Linked DNA regions of Zea mays: region 2 is linked to region 1. The links are chromatin contacts, called in public Hi-C maps. All regions are on one chromosome and are shown on one strand. The core of a region is the stretch at or near the end of the contact, and the rest is flanking DNA. Distances in the headings are between cores, read along the strand shown. Region 1 holds the start of LOC100275030. Region 2 holds the start of LOC100193784 (probable small nuclear ribonucleoprotein G).

Region 1 (7,165 bases), core at 3,165-5,664:
ATAAATGGTTCGCGCTAACACGACTAAAACTTTATTACATAATCAAGAGGCCCTTCTAATAGCATATGTATACATATTGAGCATGTAAAGTGTCAACGACGCTTGGAGTCTTATATATGTTGTACACGTCTCTATTTTGTTGGCCGCCTAATAGCATGGGTTACTTGTATGGAAAAAGTTGCTTGTAGGAAAGAATTGTACACGTTTATAGTATATGTTAGGTTAGGTATACTGATCCAGGATTGTTCCAACAGTACATAAATTATAGCATCTACTATCTTATACATCTAACTGCAGAGACTCTCAGCGCAGGAGTCGTTTTGCAAAAACTGATGCAGCTCAAGATTCAAAGAAGAAGAAAAGACTCATGCAGGCTAGGCCGAGCCAGAAGTGTCAATGGTGATCCATGGACACGCAAACGCCAATAGCCAGCAGTGGCAGCAGCAGTCCACGTACGTCCACAGCCCATATGGTAGATGCATCCACCAATTATTGGTTGGTTTGAACTCGTCTCCTCTCCCCCACAACGAGACTGCTTCCGCTTGGTGCTTTTGCTAGGACGGACGGGCACCCGAGGGAAGCGTATACTGCTCCCCGCAGGTCACTGTTTCTTTGTGTCTGGGCAACCAGGAGAACCCAGGTTCACAAATCGGTTTCTTACTCTTTGAACAAGAACCGCAAGAGTTCATCTCCGTATGATGAGAAAAAAGGCTCAACTCGTCAATCGTCATCAAGTAGTATACAACTCGTCATCAGATACTTGTTGTAAGAGGTTTCTCAACGCAAACACCAACACCATGGAGTGTGGAACGGATTTGAACAAGCGAGGAGTTTTATTCCCTTGGGCAGAGCAGAGGACTAGAGGAGAAACAAAAGGGAAGCAACAATCCTTGGAAAACTTGTCACATCATCCCCCCTCCCCCTTCCCTGCTGCTACAGAACATCTCATCCCGCCCATCATCGTCGTGATAATAGTGGTACTACTATAATTTACTAATAATAATACAAAAAAAAAATCCACAGATGAAATAAACCCTCCCTGCCTCGGTTCCTCCTCTACCGAAGAAGAGGAGAGGACGAGCAAAATTCCCCCGCGCCCATTTCTCTGCTCTACACAAACGCACGCACCCATCCGTCCTTATTTCTCCTCTTGGTTTTTTTTTCTTGTCAGGTTTATGTTACAGCGGCCGCCGGTTCCTCTAGCTGGATATTTTTTCTTTTGTTTTGTATCACTAGACCAGAGAAGACGGATCCGTATCCGCCCGCCCGCCCGCCCATCAGGCGGCGACGATGCCGGTGGTGAAGAAGATCTGCCCGCCGCCGCCGCCGCCGCTGCACGGCGACCCGGCCATCTCCGCGGCCGAAGTCCGGGACACGGCGGCGCGGCGCTTGCGCTCCTTCTCCTGCTGGAACTCGTCGCTCACCATGGCGTGGTACCGGCACTCCATGCTGCAGAAGGCTTTCTCCCCGCGGTACATGAAGATGTCCCTCCCGTCCAGCGCCCGCCGGCACATGTCGCAGCACGACAGGAACTCCGCGACGCGGAACGCCGCGCCGCCGCCGGGCCGGGCGGGGGCCGGGCCGACGCCGCCGCACAGGCTGGTGGCGCAGCGCCCGCTGCACCCGAGCTCCGACACCTCCAGCCGCGCCGCGCGCCGCGGGATGGACACCCTCGGCGCGGGCTGCGGCGGGCCCTCGGCCTCGAGCGCCGCCAGGATCCCGAGCCCCACGCCTCCTCCTACGGCGTCGCGGTGGCGCCACCCACGGGGCGACGCCGACGCGCGGTCCAGCGGGCTCGTCGGCGACGGCAGGCCGTCGGCCTTCCACTGGGGGATCTCCAGCCTGCGCGCCATGGTCCTCGCCTTCTCCACCATGCCTCGCTGCTGGGCGCGGAATAAGAGGGGAGGAGAGGAGAGGAGGTTGTCGCTGGCTGCTCCTCTCTGGCTTGGTTGTCCAGAGACCAGAGGAAGAGGAGAGGTTGGAGGGGCAGAAGAGGAAGTGGGAGGAGAGATCGGGAGTGGTTTCCTGTATTTGTAGCCCCTGGCCTGCCAAGCCCGTCTTGCTGTGGGTTTTCTTTTCCAGCTACATGGAATATATATTTTAGTGTGTGTGCTAAATTTCTATTTTTAATACCAGCTTTATTGGCTCATGTGGCGTGGCTAGAGGAACACGGAGCGGTTGCAGTATCTGTACACGCCAGCTTGGACAGCCAAGGTGGTTTGTAAAAACTCGACACCATTTTGTGTTAACATAGACTCGATTAGCCAGCAATAACCTCAGTTCTCGGTTTGGGTTACGAGGGACTAATTGGTTTGATGTTATTAGGCTTCCTCCAGCAAGCACATGCATATCATCACGTTCGGTATATTTAGCGCACCCATATCGTCCGCGCACTTCCATTAGAGTGCTCTGTCGTGTCCTCTAAATTTTGTCGGCCTTCTCTCGACTCTCTCGTCCTCCAAATCTAGCGTCTCCTGCACTAATTAAAAGTTGCCTCATTGTTAATTCTGCACCTATCATGTAATGTTATTGTATGGATGACAAAATTTAGAGAACGTTGTTAAAGATAATGAAAATATATATGATGAAATGTTTTAGAGTGTGCTGTAAATCACAAATGATATATTTTTAGAGGTTGAAATTTAGAGAATATTACTCAGGACAGGATTAGAAGGCGCTTGGGGGGACCTCCAAAGACTCGGTAGCCGTGACGGGCGTTGAGATCTTGCTGACCACCCTAATGCAATGCAGTAACCACCCCCACCCGTATGCCGTATAGCATGTGTACGAGAAGCAGCTCTGCTGCGGAAGGCGACGGGGATAGGACGATCATGGATTCGCGAAAACCATGGACTAGAGAAAAAAATGGTGTGCTGGCTGGAGCAGCATGGGAGTCTGCCACGGACAATACATCACGTCACGTCTTGTCTTTTTCTCCTTTCACTCCCAGTTCCTGCCACTCGGTGACTTGGACGTTGGCGGACCTGACCACATGCCCATCTCTGGATCTGGTGAACGAGAATCCAAATGGAAATTACCGGGCGCCATATTACTGTAACCCGTTATCGTGCGCTTTGGCTTTAGTGCGTCCGTGACGTCACCTGTTCATCCCAAAAGAAAAACCAGAGAGGTCGAGTTGTAGAGCTGAGCTGCAGTGGGGAAGGATGAGGTGACTTGAGTACGTACAGTACCTGGAGCCCCCCCGGGTGAAATGGCTGGCGAAATTTTCTTGTACTAGCACCGGTGAGTGTGACTTGGTGGATCCACTGCCCAGTGCCTCCGCTGAATGGGGTCCAAGACGCAGGTAAAAAAAAAAAGAAGGGAAGCAAAAAGATCTGCGAGCGAGGTAGAGTATCCGTAAAAGATAAACGTGTCACTTTCCGGCTGTCAATTGAGACTAGGCATCCACGTAGCGTGGCCAATCAATTCGCTTGGGAGTATGTGCGTGCCTGTGGCTAAACAATCCCGGCTAAACCCTGATCGATCAGGATACCATTAAGGTCGCTGGCACCGCCATTTGGGTGAACCTTCTAGAGCGGGCGTTTGTTTAGTGAGAGAGACAGGGCGCTACAGTGGCCAGTGGCCAGTGAGAGACCGTGTGTCTGGCAGGTGGACCCTGCGCACTCCCTCGCAACGCACAGCGGGCGCCGGCCAATCAGGGGCATGGAAGTCGGAGCCCCGCCAGCCAGAGCCAGTTTCAAGAGCCCCATGCGATGGCCTGCCAGACTTGCCAGTGCCCGTGTGGCTAGGGGACGCGTGCGAGGACACGCGGAGGCGGGGCGGGGCTCGTGTCCCCTGCCGTGCGCACACACGGCATCGCATGCACGGACCTACTAGGCTGCCACGCGGGGCTCCTGGGAAGGCGTGCCGAGCCACGCGTACTCCTACGTACGCTGCGCTGCCGCGGGAACGGGCCCACCCCCGCTTTTATTATTCCCTCTCGCAGCGCCAGCGGATGGTGCCATTGGTGCCCCCCGGCTGTGGCCCTTGTCCCCTCCCCTCCTCCGCCCGGTGGTGATGATGACGGCCTCTTTGGAGCGGTACGGCAGGCTCGTGTCGTGGGAGGAATGGACGGAAATAACCCCCCTTCCTTCCTTTCCCTGGATTCCGTTCCTCCGCCCACCGTTCGCCTAGAGTGTGGGCCCCGTTCTGGTTCTGTGGGCAGGGCCGTTGATAGAAGAACCACGGGCTGCACGGTGAAGATGTGCTGTGTAGCTGCAAACATCAAACTACTGTACTAGTACGAGTTATTACGGCCGTTCTGGTTCTGACGGCGTGAGTGAACGGCTGGTTTTTGGACCGAGCTGCCGTACGCGCTACGTGGGCACACACGCGTCGCAAGAAGAGCAGCCGACGGGTTTAGGGAGACGCACCGTCGTGTACGTGTACACCACCCAACTAGTACTACGAAGCACCGCGATGCCGTTACAGCAGGTTATTAATAAGTTTATTATCACTCGCCGCGTCCCAGCTTCTGTGCGCATGCACTTGCTCCGCCTCCGGTCCGGTCACAACCGCGACACCGACCAGCCCATCCCGGATCCATACATGGACCAAACACAGCGGCGGCTCGATGACCACGGCCACGCGCCGGTGGTCAGTGCCCACGCCCAGCAGGCCGGTCCAGACAAGAGCCGGCAGCAGGAGCAGCCGCCGCCGCCGCCTTCTTCGTTGAACCAGACGGCGGCGAGGCTCCTGCGCGAGGCCACCGTCTCCCGCCCGGACGGCGAGAAGCCGGCGTCCTCGGACATCCTGGCCTTCGCGCGCTCCGTCGACCGCGTGGACTCGCCTCTCGAGTAGCTTTTTTTTGGCTTGCCCACTCTCAGTCAGCTACTGGCTCACTGGCTTTGTTTCTTTTCTTATCCATCTTGTGTTCGCACCGTAATAAAAAAGGGTCAACACTTTCCTCCCTATTTCGATCGTCAGTTTGTTTGTCATTCCTGTTAAGGTCGAGGGATTACTGCAGGCTTGTCATTCCATTTTCGCGATTTCGAAAAAGAAAACTCAACAATAATGTGTATAGGCGGAAGAGTACTTGTATGTTTGTACGGCACACACACACAGCCGAAATAGACGCTCGCTGTATCTCTCAAGTCGTAACCGACGCATCAAATCTGGACTCCGCTACACGTAGTACAGCGGATCATACCCTGTTTCGCTGTGTAACGCACCAGTACCTCACTTCTTTGTAAAGAGGAGACTTGAATATTTGTATCATCCAAAGCACCAATACGATCCTTAAAATATGGATACACTCATCTCTTATTCTCCTATAGACCATATAAAAAACCATTAGTTAGGTGGTCTAATAAAACTCTGTCATGTCTATTAAAGAGTTAGGCCACGTTTGGTTTTTTGTATATTATAGAAACTACATCTTACACGTTATACCAGAAAATGCAATTTGCACTTGGTTCTTGGATTTTTATTTCTCTGGACACAGAATCTAAAACTACGAATGAGTTACCATTGCCTACATAATGTATTTTTTATTAAAATGCGATTCCCAGTTATGCCAAGAACCAAACAAGGCCTAACTACCTCATAAGAATTTCCTAGTAACTGTCTCAGCTGGATGCTTGACACAATTTTAAGGAAGCGGTGCCAAGTGCAACAATCTCCTGAGGCTCGCGTCGCGTGAATCTGTGTATTATACGGGAAGCGCGGGGGCACGGAAGCTGTGGACTCGGTAGCAGGGGCATTTTGGTCCTCATGGCGGAAACAGCGACGCGTTCATGGGAAGCGGAAGTCTCCCACCCTCCGGTCCGATGTCCGGTCACGTGGCCGGTGGCCCACGTCCGCCACTCGCCAGGCCCGCACGCCCTCCGCTACACGACGGGGACGCACCACGTCCGGCCGCTGGACCCCGCCCTGACGTTGACGCATGCCACCCACCACTAATGGGCCTGGGGCCCAACTGCTGCTACGCGGGTTCATTTCACTTCATCATTTGCGTCCAGAACCCCCCTCCTCCCTGTGTCACTGTGTGTGTGAGTCATCAACGTACCGTACCGAAAAGCTCGAAACACCCGCGCGGCGGTGAGAGGGTAGGAAAGCGACAGGAGTAGGTGTAGGTGGGGGGAGTACTAGTGTACTACTACCGCGTCCACTGTACCCAATAATTTCCCCGCAGTGTCCTCACGCACGGCTGGGCCCCACCCGCCCGTGGGACCCGCAACAGTACGTGGACGCAGGATACCTGAACCTGGTCACTGTATACCAGTCAGTCAGTCGCCGACTCGCCCGTCCGTGATGAGCCTGCTGCCGTCCGTGTTTGCCACACCCGGTCCCGTCCCACACACGATTATAGCAGTTCGTCCTGCAGCCGTTACCGTGCGATGGCTGATGCCGCTGGCTCAGGACAGGGACGCTGCCGGAGCGCCGGGCCCCAACCGGCCGGCCGGCCATGATCTAGATAGTCCGTCCGTCCACCTCCCAAACTACACAGGCATTCTCTGCAGGCCGAAAAGCGGTTTGAATTTCGGCCGAAATTCGGTGCACCGTTCGGTCTCTTTCCCTGAATCTGAATCCAACTCTACGGATTCGTCGCAGGACCCACTCTATAATCTGATGGCCACTAGCAGTAATAAGTCGGGGGGGAACAGGGAGAGTGACGTTGATGAGGCAAAGAAATTAAAGCGGTCCTGTCAAGGCTGAATGATTTGGCTCGGACAGCGTATTCAATGGATTTGAAACATGATGCAGTCGCTCAGTCTGTACCGTCGCTGCAGTGCAGTGCACCACAGTTGGAATCCAAGATGGCTCCAGGAGCAAACGGTGAAGCCGGTGAAAGGAATGAACGAAAACCATCACATCTTATGGGATTAGCTAGCTAGTCCTCTTGTTCCTGTTTTTATTTTCCTTTTTCTTTTCAGACAACCAACCCACACAAGCACGCTCCCGCCGCCCATCTCCCCTGCCGTGCCGCCAGAGCTTGATAACTGAGTTAGCCTGGTTCGGTTTCTCAATCTCTATCAGCTGTATCTTGTTTACACTCTAAATAGACACTCACGTTTTCTGTATTTGATAGCGAGACATCTAGAACATAATATGACTATATTTGATAAGTTGTTGAACAGTATACTTCTATAAAAAAATTACTTCTTGTTAAAAGACGCTCGGGTTTGGGACGTTCCCCGCGCTTCACGCGTCTGAGAGCCTTCAC
Region 2 (7,165 bases), core at 1,452-3,951, 390 kb before region 1:
AAAATGACAAAACAGAACGTTATTGAATCAACTCACCCATGGAAAAAATACAAAAAAAACCTTGTGACTGCATATAAAATGAAACCTCGATCTCATTATAAATAATACTGTCATGAACCAAGCCTGTTATGCCTGACTGTTTGACTCAGTAATACACTTTACAGTGTTTTAAAAAATTCGTAGAAAAAAAATACAAAGGAAGCCTTTGTAATTGCATATACAATGGGGCTTCAGACATCATTATAAGACACCAGAAATATTGAATATGGAACTGCCAACATCAAATTATCAGGGGTACCTCGATTCTGCTTGAGTGAGTTCGTGGAGAACTAGTTAAAATTCCTGTCCAAAATAAATCAACTTCTATAGTTGTTTTCAGTTAACCTTTTTTTCAGGTTTCGCTGAAATTTATAGGAAAAAATATTTAATATTTGACACAAACTCAGTTAGATACAACATGAAATATATTTTCATATTATACTTTTTTTTGCTGTGATATATGCTAAAACTTCATATAAGATTGCGCAAACTTAAGAAAACTTGACTTGGGACCATTCTAGAAATTGATTTATTAAAAGACAGAGGGACTTGTCACTTGTGTTTTATTCCTTCAAAATAAATGCGTGTTTGTTTAATGCGTGTTTAATACGAAGATCACATTTAACACTAGGAACGACTTCCCACTAGATGTAATTTAATGTGTGTTTTGTTTAATACAGCATTTCTTATGTTTTAATCCTTCAAAATATCTCCCAGGCACTTATAAATGACAACAAGCTGATCCCTGTAAGTCAGCCTGATTTATGCCCAGTTTGCATCCACCAGCTACACTTTAGCTACTCCCCACTACGGCTGTCCGCTGCAGATCCAAATGGTCCCAACTAAAACACGACTCAACTTTAGCTGGAGGCCTAAATGTAAACCATTCCTTTAGCCGTTTCAACCCAACTAAAGCCAACTAAAACATGTTTAGCTAGGATCCAAACAGCGCCCCTAAACTTTTGCTGGCCAGATTAGCGGGATAAAGTTTAGCTAGGGTCAATCAAAACAGGGTCTTACACAAGCAAGTGGATTCGAAAAGGTTGATGTGGCAGCCTATCAGAGTAACTATGACAAAAAGCCTCATGTGGAAATTAATCCATAGCTTTTAGAAAATCATCGTCATGTAGGCCAGCCATCCCACACGGATTACGAACAGAACTTATTTTGGATTATCAGAGCAACTACAAAAATGAGGGAGAAATCATGACAGAAGATCCGATAGGGTAGTCACCACACTATCAAAGGGATGGCTACAAAACACCAAAGAACCATAGATACATGGCACTGTGACTGTCAGGACGCTTATAATTCGATAATGTACAACATGATACATATGTGAAAATATGATTGAATGCCCTATCAGAGTAACTATGACATAATGCTTCATGTGGAGATAAATCCATAGCCTTCATATTATGTTCATCATTTAGGGCATTTTTCAAATACGAAAATCACAAAACATACACAGTTTTGGTGCATGGTCAGGCTGAAGAACAAACTGAAACAAAGGAAGACGTTCAAATTGCCAGAACAGACATAAGCTGCTTCATCTGTCTAATGCGGAGCTAACAACGAACAGTCACGTATATTATGATCTAAGAACAAACGTACTGGGCACATGGGAAGAAGAAAAACTTTCTTGAAGCAAAACCACAGGTGTACTATTGGGACTGGATAGCGGAATCGAGAGTACCACTTACTCTGAAGCTTCTTGTCCATGTACCTGTGAACGTCACAGGAAACAAACCGAAATCAGCACGACGGAACGGAGCAAACCGGGATCTAATCCAGAGGGGGGAGACAGATGCGGGCGCTTACTTCTTGAGATCCGGAGGCTGCCCCGAGCGGCTCATGGTGGCGGCTACCTAGCCTCGAACGCGAGAGAGGCGAAGGGATCTAGGAGCGCCGACCAGCTTCTCAAAACACTGGCGCGATGGAAGAGCAGAAGAAAGACAGCAGCAGGAGCAGACGAGCAGCCAAGCTTTAAAGGGAACACAAGCCGCCGGCGCGTCAAAACCCTAGAGCGCGATGCGTCGGGGCCGCAGGCAGGTAGTACGTAAGTACGTTCGACTAGTCATGGGCCGTAAACCAGCTACTGTCATTTACAGCTCATGATAGAGGATCGGGCTATCTAGGTGGGCTTGGTAGCTCGGCTCCAATCAGTAACTATTAGGCCCATATAACAATGGTTAACAATGAAGAAACAGATCCAAGTGTTCCAAGGCAGGCAACCAACCGATCAAGAGGACGCGTGAGCGGGGCGAGGGTTGCCCGTAACTGGCGCGGTGGCCGCGGCGGCGCGGCCGCAGCAAGGCAGAGACGGCTGAGGCTCGACGAGGCGACGACGGCAGGGCTGGCCGTGGGCAAAGGAGAGATGGCTCCATAGCCGAAGCTTGGCAGTGAGTTCATGGCAGAGGCTGTCGTTCCCAATCATTGTTTGATGTGTAAAATTTTAGAAGGGCGTTTACTAAGCAGGGTTCCCAATCTCGTTTCATATTCATTTAAATGACTGGTTTCCGCATTTCTCGGTCAGGAAACCGCCAATTAGCACCAGGAAACCGCCAATTAGCACTGAGAAACCAGTTCCGGTAAATTTCCGTGCACATATTTTCAATTTTGAAAAATAATCAATGAGAAACCGCCGAGAAACTGTGTTTGTCTGTCTATATTTTGTTTCCCCAATAATCTGAACAGGACACTAAATTCTAGTGAGAATAACCTAGAATAAAAATTGTCCTTTTACCGGTATACCTTGACTCTGTAAGGGCAAACAATTCAAGTTAATTTCCTTGTATTTTCATATTGACACTAATTCTAAAAAGTGATAGAACAAAATGACTTGTTAGAGCATCTCCAACAATGCCTCAAACTAGTGCCTCAAATTGAAATATGGGGCTCTACACAAGAAAAACTACTCCAACAGTGCCCCATTTCATAAAATTTTGTCAAAAAAACTATAGGGCACCATCTCAAGTGACTCAAATATACTACACCGTAGTGGGCTGTCCTATAATCTAGATTTGGGGCTTTACTGTTGGAGCGGGGTGTTTTGCTGGTGCCCTAAATTGTATAAAATATACTTATTTTCAAATTATAGGGCATTTTTATAGGTCACATTGTTGGAGATGCTCTTAAGAATAAACGAACCACTGAAGAAGATTTTGGAATTTACATAGCTCGGCTCGGCTCGGTTCATTAAGCTAACGAGCCGGCTCGACTTGCTAGTTAAGAAACCGAGCCAAAGAATCAACTCGGCTCTGTTTGCGAGGTTGAGCTGGCTCGTTTAGCTCGTAGGCTAAAACAAAAGACTATATATATATATATATATATATATATATATATATATATATATATATATATATATAATCAATTATTAGTTAATTCTAGACTAATTTAACACTAAAAAGAGTAATAGTACTCACAATTTCATATACCACGTCGATTCAACATCAAATTAACATAGTTCATCACTTATTAGTTTATCCAACACAAGTGCAGCCTTTGTTTTGCTGACAAATGGTAGCTCGTTCGAGCTAACGAGCTGGCTTGTTAACAAACCGAGTTGAGATGCTAGCTCATCTCATGACAAAATTAAAATGAGCCGAGCCAAGCTAATCACAGCCAAGCGAGCTCATAAGCCACGAGTATTTTTCCAGCCCTAACTCCACCTTTGACCTTTCCGCTGCCAGAGCATGGCTTCGGCAACCCGCGCGCCCACAGCAAGGACGGCGGCGACGAGGAGTTCCCCCGCGCTTCACCTCGCGCCCTCCTATTGGGGGCCTTACCTCGCCGAAGATCTTCAAATCACCTCATTTTCGGCTTGAGAAGGTGTGTTTCAGACACAACAAGAAGTGTCAACGAAGCAAACCTTCGTCAGGAGTAGTGTGCAAGCTAGAAATGAGAAGATGTAGACCTTCGCACGTATACAGAAGCTAAGGATTCACACACGAAGCGGATAAAAAAGGCCAAGAAGATTTGTGAAGCAAGAAAGAAGAATAAGAAGAAGAAGAAAAGATGATATTGCCATGTATAATTTGTAAATCGTACTTGTAAACTTCGTGGGCATAATTATAATTTTTTATGAAGTTGTACCTCTTCACTGTAAATAGATGAATAGTGATATACATAAATTCACCTTTTGAAGGCACATAGCTTTGTTTAGTTTAGCCTACGAAGTACCTTTGAGTTACAGAGAGTCGCCTACAGGGGGTGAATAGTTGAAACCTAGAAATTATAAACTTTGAACACGAACTTCGCCTGAGGTTAGCGTTAGAACGAGTAATAATGAAATTAAAGTGCGGAAGATAGTTCTTCTTGCCATGAGTTTGAGAGCACCTAGAGGGGGGGGTGAATAGGTGATCCTGTAAAAACTTAACTTATAGCCACAAAAACTTGTTAGGGGTTAGCACAATAATTGCCAAGTGGCTAAAGAGGAGATCTTGCACAATACGACAATCACAGAGAATTCAACACAGAGGAGACACGGTGATTTATCCCGTGGTTCGGCCAAGTACAAAACTTGCCTACTCCACGTTGTGGCGTCCCAATGGACGAGGGTTGCAATCAACCCCTCTCAAGCAGTCCAAAGACCCACTTGAATACCACAGTGTTTTGCCTTGCTTATCTTTATCCCACTCGCGAGGAATCTTCACAAATTGGAGTCTCTCGCCCTTACACTTAAGATTCACAGAGAAGCACGGAGTAAGGGAGGGAAGCAACACACTCAAATCCACAGCGAAACGCGCACACACACGGCCAAGATTCGAGCTCAAAGACTATCTCACAGTTTCTCACAAGAACAGAGCTCGAATCACTTAGAATAACAAACGGATGCGCAAAGACTTAGTGTGGATGATCAGGGATGCTCAAGAGTTGCTTGGTGTACTCCTCCATGCGCCTAGGGGTCCCTTTTATAGCCCCAAGGCAGCTAGGAGCCGTTGAGAACAAATCTGGAAGGCCATCTTTGCCTTCTGTCGTCGGGCGCACCGGACAGTTCGGTGCACACCGGACAGTGTCCGGTGCCCGATTCCTTTCCTTAAATGGCTAAGCCGACCGTTGCAGATGCGGGAGCCGTTGGGGCACCGGACATGTCCTTCCGACCGTTGGCTTGGCCACGTGTCCCGCGCAGATCGCGCGGCCGACCGTTGGCCCTGGCCGACCGTTGGCCCTGGCCGACCGTTGGCTCACCGGACAGTCCGGTGCTGATAGTCGCCTAAAGGGGGGTGAATAGGGCGAAACTGAAATTTACAAATATAAACACAACTACAAGACGGGTTAGCGTTAGAAATATAAACGAGTCTGCGAGAGAGGGCGCAAAACAAATCGCGAGCAAATAATGAAGTGTGACACACGGATTTGTTTTACCGAGGTTCGGTTCTCTCAAACCTACTCCCCGTTGAGGAGGCCACAAAGGCCGGGTCTCTTTCAACCCTTCCCTCTCTCAAACGGTCCCTCGGACCGAGTGAGCTTCTCTTCTCAAATCAAAGTCGGGAACAAAACTTCCCCGCAAGGGCCACCACACAATTGGTGCCTCTTGCCTTGATTACAATGGAGTTTTGATCACAAGAACAAGTGAGAAAGAAAAGAAGCAATCCAAGCACAAGAGCTCAAATGAACATGGCAAATCACTCTCTCTAGTCACTAGGGCTTTGTGTGGAGTTGGGAGAGGATTTGATCTCTTTTTGGTGTGCTTTGCAATGAATGCTAGCTCTTGTATAGTGGTTGGAAGCTGGAAACTTGGATGCAATGAATGGTGGGGTGATTGGGGTATTTATAGCCCCAACCACCAAAAGTGGCCGTTGGAAGGTTGCCTATTCGATGGCGCACCGGACAGTCCGGTGCACACCGGACAGTCCGGTGCCCCCTGCCACGTCACCACTGCCGTTGGATTCTGACCGTTGGAGCTTCTGACTTGTGGGCCCGCCTGGGTGTCCGGTGCACACCGGACAGGTACTGTTTGCTGTCCGGTGTGCCAGCATGGGCGACTCTGACTCCTGCGCGCGTAGAGCGCGCATTAAATGCGCGGCAGAGAGTCGTTGGCACGGAGATGACCGTTGCTCCGGAGTCGCACAGGACAGTCCGGTGCACACCGGACAGTCCGATGAATTATAGTGGACGAGCCGTTGGCTTTTCCCGAAGCTGGCGAGTTCCTGAGGCCGACCTCCCTTGGCGCACCGGACACTGTCCGGTGTACACCGGACAGTCCGGTGAATTATAGCCGAGTCGCCTCTGAGAATTCCCGAAGGTGGCGAGTTTGAGCCTGAGTCCCCCTGGTGCACCGGACATGTCCGGTGGCGCACCGGACAGTCCGGTGCGCCAGACCAGGGGTGCCTTCGGTTGCCCCTTTTGCTCCTTTGTTGAATCCAAAACTTGGTCTTTTTATTGGCTGAGTGTGAATCTTTAACACCTGTATAATCTATACACTTGGGCAAACTAGTTAGTCCAAAGATTTGCGTTGGGCAATTCAACCACCAAAATTATTTGGGAACTAGGTGAAAGCCTAATTCCCTTTCAATCTCCCCCTTTTTGGTGATTGATGCCAACACAAACCAAAGCAAATATAGAAGTGCATAATTGAACTAGTTTGCATAATGTAAGTGTAAAGGTTGCTTGGAATTGAGCCAATAAAACTACTTACAAGATATGCATGGAATGTTTCTTTCTTATTTAACATTTTGGACCACGTTTGCACCACAAGTTTTGTTTTTGCAAATTCTTTTGTAAGTTCATTTCAAAGATCTTTTGCACATAGTCAAAGATAAATGAATAAGAGTTAGCAAAGCATTTTCAAGATTTGAAATTTTCTCGCCCTGTTTCAAATGCTTTTCCTTTGACTAAACAAAACTCCCCCTAAAGGAGATCCACCTCTTAGTGATCAAGAGGGTTTTGATATGTATTTTTAAAATACTACTTTCTTCCCCTTTTGAACACAATAGGATACCAATTGATAAATACTTTTGGAAAACACTAAGTTTTTGAAATTGGTGGTGGTGCGGTCCTTTTGCTTTGGGCTCATTTCTCCCCCTTTTTGGCATGAATCGCCAAAAACGGAATCATGAGAGCCCTCCTGGTGCTATCTTCCTCTTTGGTCATAAATAAATGGGTTAAGATTATACCAAAGGAG

The links. Hi-C and Micro-C count contacts between places; a contact is called where the count stands out from the background.
Region 2: a Hi-C map of endosperm shows a contact between it and region 1, with 2.9 times the contacts expected there. The contact joins the promoter of LOC100193784 here to the promoter of LOC100275030 in region 1. A contact is called at or near these places in 2 of 25 Hi-C or Micro-C datasets (endosperm and tassel).

Annotation. Positions count from the first base shown.
Region 1 is chr9:128,184,617-128,191,781 of Zm-B73-REFERENCE-NAM-5.0, reverse strand. LOC100275030 reads left to right here and starts at 4,414. Exons shown (of 1, transcript NM_001367950.1): 1 at 4,414-4,913. The coding sequence starts at 4,420. The coding sequence ends at 4,800. LOC100276881 reads right to left here and starts at 1,993. Exons shown (of 1, transcript NM_001150584.2): 1 at 895-1,993. The coding sequence starts at 1,874. The coding sequence ends at 1,278.
Region 2 is chr9:128,571,347-128,578,511 of Zm-B73-REFERENCE-NAM-5.0, reverse strand. It overlaps LOC100193784 (probable small nuclear ribonucleoprotein G), which reads right to left and starts at 2,701. Exons shown (of 4, transcript XM_008661830.3): 1 at 1,861-2,701; 2 at 1,743-1,765. The coding sequence starts at 1,895.